Linked DNA regions of Zea mays: region 2 is linked to region 1. The links are chromatin contacts, called in public Hi-C maps. All regions are on one chromosome and are shown on one strand. Each heading gives the region's core, a stretch centred on a gene start, on an enhancer-like site or on the middle of the called end of the contact. The rest is flanking DNA. Distances are from core to core; before and after follow the strand shown.

Region 1 (3,608 bases), core at 764-3,263:
ATTTGTTTATCTCACATGATGAATCTAACAATATGTACAAATTCTATACGTCTCTCTCGTAGTTTCATAAATTACGAGAGAGATATAGGTTTTATGAACAAATTTATTTTTATTTTGTTATATGAAGAAATGTTCAATATATAAATTGTATATCATGATGAGTTATACGAATTTGTAGTTAAAAACTTTTTCATTTGAATTAATTTACTACTTTAAAATGTGATTTTTAAATTGTCTTTGCCTAGTGTTGGAGAAAAAACACTCGACAAAGAGCTATTTGCCGAGTGTTGTATTTGTGACACTCGACAAAGGGTCTTTGCCGAGTGTCAAAAAAAGACACTCGGTAAAGAAACTCTTTGCCGAGTGTCAAAAATAAAACACTCGGTAAAGAGCTTATTTGCCGAGTGTTTTCTTTTACCGAGGGTTTTTTGCGTAGCGCTCGACAAAGAACTACTTTGCCGAGTGTCCGAAAAAAACACTTGACAAAGAATATGGCACTCGGCAAAGAGCCAAATTACGGTAGTGATCGTAAACAAATCCTTTCACCTCCATCTTTATATCTTGTTACACATGTGCATTATCTTTAATTTTATATCTAAAATGACAGCCTGAAACAGCGTTCGCACCCCGGGGCTGTCTGCTATCGATCCGTATGACCGTATCCATCCATGGAGAACACGCCATGTGCACGCGGCATCCACACCCACAAACACACAGCCGCACCCAGTGGAACTCCGATCCCCCCAATAATTTGCCTGCTCACTGTACGGATCCCGCGGCGGCCGGCGCCGCGCCGCGCCGCCATGGATAGGCGAAGAACTCCGCGGCCCATGCGTGATATCTGCATCGCGCTGAGCTTGCTAAATCACTACGCAACGTGATGCCTCGCTCGCTAATAACAAAGGATGGTGATATCGTCAAATTATTGTACTGGAGGGAATTATGCACGCGCATGATTGAATAATTCGTCTGCATTTCGTGCGTCATTCAATTAGAAAACGCAAGAAACTATTTTATTTAGTATTTTTTCACAAAATATACAGATCATACTTAATTCCAAACGTTTGTAAGACTTTTCGGTGTTGGAAACGGTGCGGAGAAGTTTCATCACATGAAACTCACTTCATCCCATGCATAGTAAACAGGTTTTTTTTTGTAGCAGTTGAAACTGATGAATGACTCCTCATCATACTTAGTTTCCTAAGAGAAATAAAAATCTTGAATAGCTCTGGCTATAGGCTGTTTGGGATGAGGTGAACTGAAACAGAGCCCACGACGGCAACATTGAGGGGCAATGTAGTAGTACTATGGATGAACGAATCGAGGGACAGATGCCGAACCAGAACAGCAACCATGTTCTTCTATCCTATCCTGCCACCTGCCAGCAGCACCCCACCCCAAGTGGCCCTTCTTCGCCTCTTTCGTGCGTATCACCATCGATCCCCTGTCCCCCTGCCATCAACTCGAATGTCCGCTTATTAAGGGTTTGTTCGGTTAGCTCTCAATCCATGTGGATTGAGTAGAATTGGGTGGGTTTAAATCCCAAATAAGTTAAACTTCTTCTTAATTTTTTCCAATCCCGTCCAATCCATAAATAATAGGATTAATCGAACAAGGCCTAACATGACGTGTTTCCATGCTTTTTTACATGAGTGTTGGCCACCATCAACCCTTGGCTTCAGTGACAGAGTGAGACTCGTCAGGTTGAAGCCGAAGCGGATTTGGGTTTTGACATGATCATCATATGCGGACGAGGATATCCGAACAGATTTGTTTTTGGTATACACCATCAGCACTGTTATTATCTCCATTCGTTCCCATCTCAGTACATAATCCATCGTACAACAATCCAAAGCAAGCAGAAGCACGATCATGGGTATCGTATCGTCCCAAACAGTCAATGAACAGCCGAACGACGAGACGACCAACTTCTTTTCCTGTCCCGTCGTTCTCCTGACGCGTGTTATGTATATATCCCAACGAGAAGAGCCCCCTTTGCTTCAGAGAAAAGTAATAAGACCGTGCTGCGCCTGCGCTGCGCAGCTCCAGCACCACAGCACCAGAGCTCGATCGACCTCCCTCTCCAATGCCGTCTTTCATCGACGGCCCCACTTTCCGGGCGCTGCTCCGGCCGTCCACCAACGGGCGCCGGACCAAGATCTCGGACAGCGGCGGCGGCGGCGGGGGCATCTTCAAGATGTTCAAGCTCATGCCCATGCTCTCGTCCGGGTGCAAGATGGTGGCGCTGCTGGGCAAGCACAACAACCGGGCGCTGCTGGCCGACCACGCGACGACGGTGACGCTGTTCGGGCCGCGCCGGGGCCGCGTGAGCCTGGCCATCCACGAGGACACGCGCGCGCCGCCGCTGTTCCTCATCGAGCTGCCCATGCTGACGAGCGCGCTGCACCGGGAGATCTCGTCCGGGGCGCTCAAGCTGGCGCTGGAGAGCGACACCCGCAGCGCGCGCCGCCGCCTCGTGGAGGAGTACGTCTGGGCCGTCTACTGCAACGGCCGCAAGGCCGGATACTCCATCCGCAGGAAGGAGGCCTCCGACGACGAGCGCCACGTGCTGCGCCTCCTGCGCGGCGTGTCCATGGGCGCCGGCGTGCTCCCGGCCGCCCCCGAGAAGGAGGGCGGCGTGCCCGCGGGGCCCGACGGGGAGCTCACGTACGTGCGCGCCCGCGTCGAGCGCGTCGTCGGATCCAAGGACTCGGAGGCCTTCTACATGATCAACCCCGAGGAGGGCGGGAACGGCGCCGATAATAACGGGGGCGGTGGAGGCGCCGGCGGCGCGCCGGAGCTGAGCATTTTCCTAGTAAGGATGAAATGAATAAACCGTCATATTATTACTGCTACAGCATAAATATATATAAATATAATAGGGTGCTATATTGTTTTTTACACACACCCTTGTGCCTTGTTGCACACAGCAGATGTGTTCTATGAAACTGTCCATAGATCGAGTTTGTAATCTAACTGATGTATATCTCCATGTTAGATAATTGATTTTGTGAATCGTGCTGAGATCAAATCCGGGGTGCATATTGTTCTTAGCGGAGTAGCAAGAACATTATTATATATGAAAGAGAGCGGTACTTCATTCGGTTGATTTCTATGTACAAAGAAAAAATGCTCAAGCTTCATGTGTTCTTGAGGAAAAAAATAATATAATGTAGATGCACAGTTGCTTTACCTTTGACACGTAACGATCTTTATCTCTATCCATTCGCCCAACTATGTGCCAAGAGATTAAACGCTAGTATTCTCGAAGCCATATAATAGAAGAGATAACAAAATGAATAGATGCACACGGCTATGTGTGAAGTTCATTTGAAAAACAATAGGCCAGACATTGTGGGAACATTAGTAGAGTAGCCATCGAACATGCGTTTCTAAGAAAAGCAATATTTTCGAAGACGACCCCTTACTGTAGGCAGCAGTCCTGAATGGCGACCGCTTGTGCCGATAGCGGGGGCCCATCATGGGCCATAGCCACACAGACCGTATGTACAAACAACATTTCTACTGGCCGTAGCTTTACGTGGGCCGTTTCTGAGATTTACTTCGTGTTCTAAAGAAAAGGTTACGATACTACTATCCACACAGTA
Region 2 (3,159 bases), core at 113-2,612, 250 kb after region 1:
GCCGTACGAGCGCCCCGCCGTGCGTCATGGCCGACACGGAGCGAGCGCTCCACAAGGCCGCGGGCATGGCCGCGTGTTGCTTCCAGAGCCACTCCCGCCTCCGCCGCTTCTTCACGCTCAACCCGGTGTCCGGGCTCCCGCGCACCCTCGCCCTGCTCGACACCGCGCTCGAGGACATCGCCTGGCTCATCCGCGTCTCGTCCCCACAGGACGACGACGGCGACCTGCGAGGGCTCCCCAACATCGCGCAGAACGAGCTCGTGCTCGGCATGGTCTGGGACAACATTGCGTGCCTCCACACCGGCGGTCCAGACGTAGCACGTTCTCCGCCCAAAATTCGCCTGCAACCCCGAGCGACAACAATGGGGGAGGGGTCAAAGGCGATGCTGGCCAAGCCCATCCAGCTCGTGAACAACATGAATCCTTGATTCGTCAGCTCTTCCATATTAGTTAGACAGGGTCTGTTTCAGACTACGTTGAACAGTTTGCATCCTTGATAGATGAGTTAGCTGCATATGAGTCGCATACTGATCCCTTGTACTACACAATGCGATTTATCGATGGTCTCAAACATGATATTAAAATTGTTATAATGGTACAAAGACCTCCAAATCTCGATGCTGCTTGTGCACTCGCCCTTGTGCAGGAAGAGGCGCTGGAGTCATCTCGGCGTCAGCGTGCTGAGCCTTTCTCCAACCGGATGGCTTGGCCGCATATGGCGTCGTCTGAATTCAGCAAGAAGGAACAACCAGGCGGACAAAATCAATCCACTGACAAAACGACTGGTGACTTCAGTCGTGCATCTTCACCAGCTGATCGTGTAGCATCGCTCAAAAGCTATCATCGTGCTCGCAGTTTGTGCGACCGCTGTGCGGAGAAATGGTTTCCCGGTCACAAATGTGCCAGCACGGTACAGTTACATGCCATCGAGGAGGTATGGGATCTACTGGCAGTACCAGAAAGTGTCGAAGGCGCACCTGTCAGCAGAGCAGATCACATGGACCATGCAGAGGAGCGGACTCAAGCAGTGCAACAGAAGGCACAGACAGAGGGAGTCAAGGAAGACAATCAGAGCCCGCGCAGCCGTCGTGTACCAAAGCCAAATACCAAGTACATCGGTGCAGAGTGGCGCGTATAGGTATACGGAGTTATACGTATTGATGAGGGCAGGTGTGCCGGTATAAATAATATTGTAATCGTTTCTAAACTCAGTCTGGAACATGTTATTGTCGAGTCGGCAAGAAAGGAATAGATACCAGAGAAATTCCTGGCGTGAACCACGGGTGTTGTTCACATTTGGTACCAGAGCCAATACTGGATCCTCCACACGGGTACTGGACGAGATCGCAATCGAAGTTGGGCGGCATGGCGCCAGCGAAGACGGACGATCCTTTGTCCCAGCTTCTGGCGAAGATCGAGGAGGGAAACAAGGAGACTCACCGACGCATGGAGGCGATTCAGGGGGCGGTGGGAAATATGGAGGCGGCGGTCAAGGTGGTGATGACGGAGCAGGGAGATCTTCAGAAGTGGAAACCGGAGGTGGAAGCGAAAGTGACGGAGATTTCTGATGCTCTAAAGGCGATCCAGATCCAGATGGGAAAGATGGAGAAGAAGCCGCTCGGTTTCGGGTCGAGACAGGAAGAAGAAGGAGAAGACGGATTTCTGAAGCCGCCACCATCTGATTCTTCGAATTTGGAGTTTCGTCGTGAAGAAGGGCGGACCCAATTCTCGCATGGAGGTATGAACTCGCCCTGGAACTCCAACTCTTTCAGATTCGAGGCTGCTGGAAACCATTCCTTTGGCGACTGGTCACATGGGTCCGGATCGGGTATACCTAGTATGAGTTTCCCTGTTTTTGATGGATCCAACCCTAAGCTGTGGAGAACGCGGTGTGAAACCTACTTTGATTTCTATTCTGTTGCTCGTCCCATGTGGATTCGGTTGGCCATCATGCATTTTGAGGGTGCGGGTTTATTCTGGTTACAATCTGTAGAACATCGGCTTAGATACATGAAGTGGGATGAATTCTGTTCTGGATTGTATAACAGATTTGGAAGGGATCAACATGGTACCTTGATTCGACACTTCTATCACATATACCAGCAGAACTCAGTGGTGGAATATGTGGAACAGTTTGACATGCTGTTACATCAACTACTAGCCCATGAAAGCCAGTTGACGCCAATGATGATCACTTCCAGATTTGTGGATGGTTTAAAGGATGGTATACGGGCTGTGGTGGCCATTCAACGCCCAGCCGATCTGGACACAGCCTGTTCGCTAGCTCTATTACAGGAGGATATGTTGACACAACCCAATCGGAAGGAAGGCAGGAGAGTGGAATTGGGTGGTTATACTAGACCCTCCAATCCCTCCATGAAGACTGCGACCATGGCTGGACATCAAGTATCAGTTACCACAAGTCGGATCCATCCCTTGTCAGAAGATCGTCGTAGGCCGTCTGGGAGCGATGGAAGGACGGAGGATCAGAAACTTGCTGCCTTGAAGTCCTACAGAAGAGCCAAGGGCTTATGTTTTAAATGTGGTGAAAAGTGGAATTATAATCACCATTGCTCTAACAGTGTTCCTCTTCATGTGGTGGAGGAGATGTGGGCTGTGACTGACCAGGGAAAGGAGGAAGGGGACACTGATCCAAAGGATGAGCATTATGAAACTGAGAACGAGGAGGCAGTGTTGGCGTTGTCTACGGCGGCAGTAAATGGTAGTGAAAACAACAGGACTATTCGGTTATGGGCCTCGATTCACTGTCAACAGGTGCTCGTATTGGTGGATTCTGGTAGCTCGGCTAGTTTTATGGGTACCCATCTGATGGAAGTAGTGAAAGGGGTGCAGAATTTGGTCAGACCTGTTAAAGTCAAAGTTGCTGACGGGTACTATTTGTGGTGTGAAAAATGGGTACCAAGCTGTCAATGGCTATGTGAGGGAATAACTTTTTATACTGATTTCAAGTTCTTGCCATTGGACGGTTATGATCTTATACTAGGGATGGACTGGTTGGAGGATCTTAGTCCTATGTCTATAGACTGGGCTACAAAATGGATGGAGTTCGTGTACAAGGGTAAGAAAGTGCAGTTACAAGGCGTAACTCCTAAATTAAAAGCTTGTACTCCCATGTCTAGTGTGCAATTGAAGGGTTTG

What was found. A called contact is a pair of places that touch in the nucleus more often than the background predicts.
Region 2: a contact with region 1 is called in a Hi-C map of ear, with 2.5 times the contacts expected there. The contact joins the promoter of LOC100384518 here to the promoter of LOC100285311 in region 1. A contact is called at or near these places in 3 of 25 Hi-C or Micro-C datasets (ear, leaf and tassel).

The regions. Positions count from the first base shown.
Region 1 is chr7:132,658,080-132,661,687 of Zm-B73-REFERENCE-NAM-5.0, forward strand. LOC100285311 (plant-specific domain TIGR01570 family protein) reads left to right here and starts at 2,014. Exons shown (of 1, transcript NM_001158204.2): 1 at 2,014-3,109. The coding sequence starts at 2,087. The coding sequence ends at 2,830.
Region 2 is chr7:132,903,871-132,907,029 of Zm-B73-REFERENCE-NAM-5.0, forward strand. LOC100384518 reads left to right here and starts at 1,363. Exons shown (of 2, transcript NM_001177040.1): 1 at 1,363-1,738. The coding sequence starts at 1,366. It also overlaps the pseudogene LOC103634167.